2 separate regions of the Rattus norvegicus genome follow, and region 2 is linked to region 1. The links are chromatin contacts, called in public HiChIP or PLAC-seq maps. All regions are on one chromosome and are shown on one strand. Each heading gives the region's core, a stretch centred on a gene start, on an enhancer-like site or on the middle of the called end of the contact. The rest is flanking DNA. Distances are from core to core; before and after follow the strand shown.

Region 1 (4,634 bases), core at 807-3,306:
AAAGCAATCTTCCTCTAAAGCTGACACCTACTCGCTCTGTCCTTGGACAGCATGACTTCATAATGTATCACCTCACCTGGAAGTTCTCTTTAATATTTCTTTCATTTGTATCAACATGTGTGTTCTTCAGAGCAAGAGAGATTCAAGTAGAGTTTATTATAAACATCATAAAAGTCATGATATAAAGTAGGTGTCAATTATAATGAAAAACTCATTATATGCCAGGCGTTGCAATACTCTGGGTATTGCATGCTAACACACCCAGAGATCCTGTTACCCTCATTCACAGATGAAGAAGCTGAGCTTGGAGGCGCAGTCACTGCTCTAATTCCTACCAATGGTAGGTGTTAGCAGTGGGATTCAGGATTCTTAAAACCTTACACTCTACCCACTTTGCTATAGTTCTTAGTGGATAATGCAATTAACACCTAGATTTCCACCTCCTTCCTTCATGTATCCCTCCCGCCCTCCTTCCCCCCCATTTCCTCTCTCCTATTCCTTCTGACTTGTTCTAATGAATACTGCACTGACCTTCAGTAAATTGTCCAATAATTTGCAGCACTGTTATATTGCCTGTGTATTTTCATTTGCACGTAACATTTTCATATACATTTGCTCTGCGGAATCCTTACAGCTGAGAGCACATCAAAAGTAGCTTAGATGTAAATAAGATGCGTCACACCTAAACTTTCGGTTTGAACTCCATGTTACTCAAAGCACATGATGCTCTTGGGTTTTTCCTCATAGTTTGGAAGTCTTGCTGATACCTGACTAAGGGTGCCAGGAAAACACCGGGAGAGTTGGTGTGTGTCTGAGAGTCTAGTGCATTTGATTCCTTATGTGAAACTGAACACTCAGCTCAGTCCCTACACCTCTCCCTCTTGGATCAATCCTGGGGGATCTGCTGACTGGGGATGTTCACTGACTGACTGCTTATTTGGAAGACATGGATACTTTCGGATGAACCCGGTTTGTTTTGTTTGTTTGGTTGGTTGGTTTTATATGGCTTTGTGAAAAGTGACTGGAATCATTCATGGAAAATGATTTCAGGTATGACTAAGATATTGTCTTAGAGGAGTATGGGGGAAGAGAGGGGGAGGGGGAAGGAGAGAGAGACAGAGACAGAGAGACAGAGAGCTTGATAATTAAGATTCTTAGATCAAATTGGTTTGCCACTTTTCTTTACAATACTGTGACGTTCTGGAAAGTGGAAGTGGGGTCATGCCCACCTCCACAGCAGAGTGTGACAAAACACTCAGGGGGATTATGCCCCCGCCACAGAGAACAGAGTCAAAGAAAAGCCAATGCAAAGCATTCTGAGGTGGCTCCTCTCTCTCTCGGCTTCCTCGGGGCCTGGCCTCTGCAGTGTGGCTCATGAGTGGGCCTCTGGCTTCTCTGCTCATGGAGGAGGGTCTGAAGACAGCTTTGGAAAGTCAGCTTTTACTGCATGTAGATGTGCATTTGATTTGCCCAAGACTGAAAGAGGTTTGAAGGATTCTTTAAAACTGTCATCTGCTTTCAATTCTCAAATCTTGGTTTTCTATTTACTTCAAATCGTGATCACTTCAGCAGAAAAGCAAGATAAATCAGTTTCTCTTTCCAATGACACCCACAATAACTCAAAAATTTCTGATATCCTTTTAAACTCTCCCTTTGGCATAATATTTAAAGATAATTCCAAATTTCAGTTCCCTTCAGTCTGAACCTATGCCAGACAAATAATGTCACCTTTTCAATGAAATGATTTCACTGGCTAAGATTTGTCACTTGAACCTTAAATTACAGGAAGGAGATGCAGATCAGGACTCACACAGGATCAATTGTGTTTTTCCCTGCGCACTCCATGTAGCCCACTAGGTGGCGACTCCGCACACAGAAAGCCAGATCTGTATGCTAGAGGTAAACCCCCCACATGATTTTTAAAATGGGTTTTAAATTGCATTGAACTATATAGTTGTAATAGTGTTGAAACTCTCAGCATTTGTGAACTGGAAAATTTGCTGGTGAAGGAACTGTATTGCTGTATTAGATAAGAGATGCTCTAATAGAACCCTGCTGCTCTTTCTGATAGAGTATGGTTCTGAAATTGTATCCCAAGATAGAAACACTGGTGTAGTGGCACCCCGTCAGGTATATCCAGTTGCTTGTGTGGCTGATGAGAAGAAATAAACCACTAGAAAATGTGGCACAAAGGGTATCTAAAAACTTTGAACAGACACTGAGCGTCATTCTGGGCCACCAGATTCAGAAACACAATGAGGGCTTTGTCTTAGCCTGTTTTGTGCTGCTAAAACAGAACATCACGAGCTGGGTAATTTATAATGATCAGAAATTTATTGGAACGGGGATTTATTGGCTCATGGTTTTGCAGGCAGGGAAGTCCAATATAAAGGTGCCAGCATCTGGCAAGGGCCTTTAATCTGTGTCATTACATAGAAGACGTGGGTGGACGGGAGGGAGGGAGGGAGGAAGGGAGAGGCTTCTAAGAAGCAGGGACTTGACTGCCTTTCGGAAAGTGCTGGGAAAGCACTAGTGTCTGGTGCATTTAGTCCAGAGCATTGCGTCGATCAAACTGTACCTCCAAACTTAAAAAATTATCCTTTCAGATGACAGTATCAGGAGTCTCATTCAGGAGGGAGGAGGAGCTCTCATTGTCTAACCACTTCCTAAAGTCTCCCTTCCCAGTGCAATATCAGAGTGTTGCTGGTTACAGACATCCAGACCCCACCAGCGGTTCTCTTCCAGTGCCAGAGTTTCTGGTGTCAGGAAATGGAAATAGTCTGGAAGAAGAGGAAAGTGGCCTCGGAACAAAACCGACATCGTGGATGCATATCTATTAAAGGAAATTGATAGGGATTGCCCCAAACACACACTCCTCCACCTCCACCAGTCCCCTCAGGCTTTTCTGGGGTTTTAAAACTTGTCTTTTCCTTTTGGATTTCTGGGCTCAACTCTGAACTGACTAATTATAGCAAGAATTCTGCTAAGTCAGTTTAGACAAGGTCCATATCTGATTACCTGTCATTTATGATCAGGAGATGAATTCTGTCGCTTGGGTTATCAAGTGTCTTCCTCATCTCTCTTGTTTCCTCGGACTCATTTTCCATCCAAGAGCCACACCCTGCTTCTGGATTACCTGTTCCCACTTTTGCTTATCTTTGGAAAGCTCCTTCTCTTTCCTCCCTGAGCAACCACATCACCGAAGCCCTTACAGCCCTCGGGATGGACTTGATAACGTTACTCTTACCATCCTTTAGTGCAACCGTCAGTTTTTTAACAGTCTTTCAACACTGTGACCCTTCTTCTCTGTAGAAATCTATCTACTTGGCCAATAGAGTTTTTAAAAGAGTTTTTAAAGGTCTTCTGTTTTCTGTGATTTAATAAAAAGCCATTTCATCAGCTGTCTGTGTGCTTTGCAAAATAATTACCATTTTCATTTTTAAAAAAAGATTTCAACCTTCCAAACAATTTGATTCTTAAGATCACCGGATTTTACCACGATTCCAATGGTTGAATAAGCACAGCTTCACAAACTCTCGTGTTTCTACCATTGTGGCTCCGGTAACATGATACCGCACCACCCTGTCCTAATCGCTGTTCTCCCGTGGATCGCAAGGTCAGGGATGGCAGGGTAGCTGGCTAACTTGTTCAATACTCTATCTTCAGGATGGTATACAGCAGTGTCTGGTCCTTGGGGAAAACGGTTTCTGATTAAACAAAACTAAATACTAGTGAAGAATGAATGCACTGATTTCTAAGCTAAGGCTTTGAGGCAGTTCTAAGGGCCCTTTGTAACACACAATTCTAAGCTACTCCTTCACGTAACTCCCACAGACTGCAGCTTCTTAACAATGGTGTTTACCACCTCTGCTTCAAATCACACCAAGAGCAAATTTTATGTAAAGGTTGTGGCCAAGAAGTAACACATGCTGGTATAAGTCAAATCAGCACATTCTGTTATGATAACATTTATTGGACCCCCCCCCAGCAGATATGAGAATGGGAGTCTCCACAAAATATTCCGAGTTTTCCCCCTCACTAGTGTGTCTCCAAATGCACCAGAATTTATCAGAGTGTCTTCTCCTTTGACTTAAATTTGATATATGTAGGTGGATGCACTGGAGATAGCATATTTATGAAACAAAGATTTTTTTTATAACTGTTGTCACAAAAGACAATAATAGGAACAGGCTGGAGCCTCTCACTGTTTCTGGCGAGGGAATCTCAGGATAAGAGGTTTTTGTCATGAGAGGTTCACAAGCTGAGGCTCCAAAATCGTAAAATTGGAGTCCCAGCCCCACCACGTCCTGTCTTGAGACCTTGAGAAATGTAATTGGCTTTTCTTTTTTGAAGCTGCATTTTAAGAAGTGTAAAAGTAGCAGCTATCTAGCAGAGTTCCTGAGAGGGTTAGGTGAAATCCTGAGCTAACATTCTCAGCACATGGGCTGACCCAAGCAAGGGATCAGGCCACACTCAGTATCCTTGTCATCTTTGATTTTATCTGAGTGTCTTTTCTTCAACACTCTTTCACTATTGAAAAGATGACGACCCTGTATAGCCATATATTTGGGAAACTTTTTGGTTCACACCACCACCACCACCACCACCACCACCACAACAACAACAACAACAAC
Region 2 (4,543 bases), core at 1,858-4,357, 260 kb after region 1:
GGGCCAGACACTGTATAGTCAGTATTCAGTCTCTTGCTGAGAAAATGATTTGGTAAAACAGTCTTATATTTCTAGAGACATGAACAAAAACACTTTAAACTCAACTATTTTTCCTACATGGAAAGTTCTGATTTGCCCAACACCAGCCTTATGACGTCACTTCCTTTCTTGCAGAGCTGGCGCGGACTTTTCTTCGTTGTTCGTTTGATTTTCTCACTGACGCGCTCTGTCCTTTGCTTTTCTCTATTGATTCATGTAGTCATTGAACAACCTTTTCCAAGGGTCTACGTGTGCACTGTACCTAAGTGTGGAGGGTAGAAAGAAATATAAGTCATAGTTTGACAGACTCGGGAGTTACAATAAACACACCCGAAGACTATTTTTAAAAGTGAGAACCATGGGGATTTGGGAGTTTAAAAAGTATTTTGTCGTTGAGTATTTTTATCATATCTTAGTAGAAGTGCTACAAGGCACTCTCGTTTCTAGTGATACCTCAGATTTTGATGGAAAACAATTATCAAAAGCTTGGACAGGTTAAAGACAAAAAGAACACAACTGTATTTTTTTTCATGAGATGTACATAATTTCCTTGAAATTATCCAAAGAAGGTTAATGATTTTATTCCTTTAAAGGCCATGGGACTAACCTAGGTTTTAGGGTGTTTTGTTCCAGCAGTCTTTCTTACAGGAGGCTGAGCAGAAATTTCAACAAAGCACTGAACTTTTAGGGGAAGCATCATTTGCTTCTAAGCTTCTACCCACAGTTGTGCCATGGCTCCCTCATTTTCTTTTCTAAATGCATTATGGAGAGATATTTTGCTGGGATTTACAGTGCGTATCAGGAAATGGATGCGGTCTGTCTGCATCCAGTCATTTTTGAAGTAAGCTTTTAGTTTATGTACCTGTACTTGTGGATAATATCTCAAAATGTAAGTTCGAATCCACATACTGAGAATTATTTGAAAAGTGACTTCCTCTTGCTCCTGACTTACTGTTTAAATTCACTTACATTTCTCCAGCTTTTTTGTTTGTTTGTTTGACTTTAACAGACCAATGATAATAAAAATTACCAACCCACACACAAGTTGGTCATTGCTGGATAATTAATCTATAAATAGGGACCCAGTAAGGTTGGTTTCTTCTTATATCGAACATTTGTTTTAAATATTATTTTCCTTAGTTTCCCCTACTCAGTAAAATGACACAAATTCCCACCTACTTTGCAAAGAACCACACACTTGACTTTTATTCACATTAAATATCCTTTAAAATGTGCCAGTAAAACAGAGCACACTGCTATGTACAGTCCACGTGCCCATATTTAGATCTCAAACCATGTTCAAACTAGTTTGACTGTTTCAACTGGCGATTCAGTGTATGTGGGATAGTGCTCCATGATATTATTTGGGCTGATCAAGTCAGTCTAATCGGCCTTAAAATTCAAACTATTTACAAAAGAGGAGTATATTGCTAACTCTTCTAGGAAACAAAACTCAGTGTCTTAAAAGGACATGTTTCTAGTCAGTGTTCACGGTTGGGCTGAAAACCAAAAGACAGAAAAATATAAAATTGCCCCTTCACCTCATCTTTGGCATCCTTTAATGTCAGTGTCACTTGCTGTGATTTGTGCTGGGCAAGGGAAGGCACCGTCCTTTCCCCTCAGCACATCAGGCAAGCACTGACACTCTGGGCATGCTGTACAATGAAAGTACATCAGTAAGCCTATCTTCGCTTCATTCCGCCTAAGCATAAGAGATGGGCTACTTAAAATTCAAGTGTCAGGAAAGTCCATTGTAAAAAGGAAATATTTTCAAGCGAATTCCGTTTGATCTTTTTTTTTTTTTTTTTTTTTTTTTTTAATAAGGGGCTCTTTCTGCCTCTCTCCTTTCCTTCCTTTCCAGTCCTTGGAAACCAATTAGTCTCAGCACAGAGGCCACACAGACCAGGATGAAATGACTCTTTTTAATTTTAGGGGATATAATTTCAGCCAGGACGTCTAGTCAGTTGTCACATAGTATACAAAGCACACGTTTCTCTCCTGTGCATACTGCTGTTCCCTTCGGAGAATGGTGATTTTTTTTTTTTTTTTTTTTTTTAGAGTCTGACTCCTAGAAAGGAATTAGATCTGGTCGCCTTCCAAATCCTTCAGCTCTGACAGTGGCATAACATCACAGGGCCACCTCATCTTTCAGACAGCCGTGCCAACCAAGTTTTCTAAAAAGCCTTCTGTCTTCTGTCCCACCATTTCAGCGGCTTTTTCTATCCTTGCCCCGCCCCCCTTTGCATACAATTCCTAGGGTTCCAGCCCCCTCCCCGCCAGGTTTCCAAAGTAGCAGAGAAAATTGGAGTAACTTCGATTTAAAAACATTTTTTTAAAGAGCAGGTCTTTGGGAAAGGGAGAATGTGATTCAAAGGGGCGCGCAGGAGGTGGGGGTGGGGGTGCGGAAACAATTAAAGCCTTTGCCTGACTTCACCTTCTTATCCTGAACCTGTCTTAATTCATGAAGGTGAAAAAACACCAGCTGGGTTGGCCTTTTCTTTCTCAGGAACAACATAGAGGCAAAGAGGGGTGTGTGTGCGTCTGGCGCTTTGAGAGGGTTGAGGAGAGGGGAGCTTGATACCCCGCAGGAAAGCCTCAGTTCAGCTGAGTTGAGGGACCCAGGGGTCGCCCCTCTTGGTGAGATCTTAGTGCCCCTGTCGCTCCTTCTGCCCCTGCAGCGAGTTCTGCGCTTTGGAGCTGTGCCAAGACCTCTGACAGAGCCTGGCAGGTTCATGAGTGGAGGGCGGGAGCTTGGTATTCTCTTTGCAGAAGACGCCCATCTGGGGGTCTCCCCTATATTCCTGGCGCTTAGTGGCCCGCCCCCATCTCCCCGACCTCTATCATTTTAACGCTGATCACACACGATGGTGAACTTGCAGCTCTGCTTCCTGCCGCCTGCTTGACCCAGGGAGCACCAGCAGCCTGCGGGCCTCGCCCTCCGCTCTCCCTCCCCTCCTGGAAACCCCGCGGCCACGGGGCGCGGGTGGGGGGTTCGAGTGGGCCGGAACTACGGCAGGGGCGTGCAGGGCGAGGGGTCCGGGCGGGGAGCTCGCAGCAAGCGGCGCCTGGGCGGCCCAGCTTCCTGGAGCTGTGCTCCTTTGACCCCAGTGGCAGTCCCTGTCACTGCACCGCTCGCGCTCCCTTCGCTCGCCGCGCCCTGGCTGTCTCTCCTCGCCCCCTCGCTCGTTCTCTCCCCAGATCGAGGCTGCTCCGGTCCTCTCCACCTCCCCCCGCAGCGACCCCGCGTCCCGCTCGCACCGCGCCCCAGTGCTGCCCTCCCAGGCCCTGGATCAGCGGCGGGGACCTCCGGGGTCGAAGGTTCTGGCCCGCCCGAGCCCCTCGCCCCTGCCACCCCCAGCGCTGCTCCGAGCCGGCTCGGGTGGCTTGGCGATGGCTCGCCCGCACACCGGGCGCTGAAGGCATCCCGGGGACCCGGAGCGCAGCCCGGGAAAGGTAATCCGCCCGGGAAAGGGAGGCGGAGGGCGGGGGAGGGGGGAGGAGGCGGCCGGTGCCGGGCGCGAGAGGAAGGAAAAAAAAATGCACACACAAAGCGGAGCCCGGGTGAGAGGTGCCTTGTCAGAGGCGCGTGCGAGGGCGCGGGAGCTGCGGAGCGCGGCGGCCCCGCGACCCTGAGGTTGGCGGACTGAACACTAGAGGACCCGGGGAGAGCAGATTTGTTTCCCCCGAAGCCCCCGCAAGCGAGAGCGAATTTCTTTGCGTAGCTGCCCTTCTTCCCACTCCCCATCTCGCCCCCTGTTCTCCCTTCCCCCCAAGCCCTCGGCCACCGACCTCTCGGGGTCCCCGCCTCCCTGCCCCCTCCTTCTCCGGGTTTCTCAGGAAGGTGGCGGCGGGGGTGCCGGGGGAGAGGTTGTCTGCGAAAGCCCGCGGCTAAAGCCCCGGGGCAAGGGATGGGGGTGGGGCCGGGGAGTCGGAGATCTGTTTACTAGAAAGTCCCAGGGTCGTGCGCGGCAGCTGCCCCGGCCTAGGCCCGGGTGCATTGTGTTGGCCCGAGCCCCGTGCGCCCGCGGCGGCCCCGGGCCAGGTGCAGTGGCCGGACGGCTCCGTGCAGCTTTGTGCTCCGGTCGCTCGCGCGCATAGCGCTCCAGCGCGGAGCTCTCCGCCGGCCCCCGCGCCCGGACCTTACTCTCCGGTCTCGGCGACCGCTGCCTGCCGAGCGAGAGGGCTGGGAGGCGGGGTACGGCAGCGTGGAAAAGTAACCGCGGCCGCCCAGTTTCTTTTCTACCTAAGCAGTAGTTGTGAGGGGCCCCCACCGCCACCCCTATTTACATTTACATGTGGCAAGATTGTCTTTAAAAATCTTTTAAATTTCGGGCTTTTGCGGCCTAGGAGGTGTACCTAGAGGTTCGAGAGGGCATTGAAATCCCCCAGCAAGAGCACGGAAAGATGAGCCCGGGGGTTGATTTATAGCGCACCCCCAACACACCCGGAATTAAGAGTGAATGCGGGTCATGAAAAATGTCTAATTGATTTGTGATGGTAAAGA

Evidence for each region. HiChIP or PLAC-seq counts read pairs in DNA pulled down with a chosen protein or histone mark.
Region 2: a contact with region 1 is called in an H3K27ac HiChIP or PLAC-seq map of oligodendrocytes, with 18 times the contacts expected there. The contact joins the promoter of Mpped2 here to the enhancer-like site in region 1. A contact is called at or near these places in 6 of 12 Hi-C or Micro-C datasets (the A7r5 cell line, the Rat2 cell line, Schwann cells and 3 more) and 1 of 1 datasets of contacts at active chromatin or transcription factors (oligodendrocytes).

Annotation. Positions count from the first base shown.
Region 1 is chr3:113,371,710-113,376,343 of GRCr8, forward strand. No RefSeq gene overlaps it. Among named protein-coding and RNA genes, the nearest start is that of Mpped2, 260 kb to the right of the region's middle. Within about 2 kb of position 2,057, at least 7 of the 93 cell types and tissues checked have an H3K27ac peak or open chromatin away from gene starts, as enhancers often do.
Region 2 is chr3:113,632,507-113,637,049 of GRCr8, forward strand. It overlaps Mpped2 (metallophosphoesterase domain containing 2), which reads left to right and starts at 3,108. Exons shown (of 7, transcript NM_198778.3): 1 at 3,108-3,492.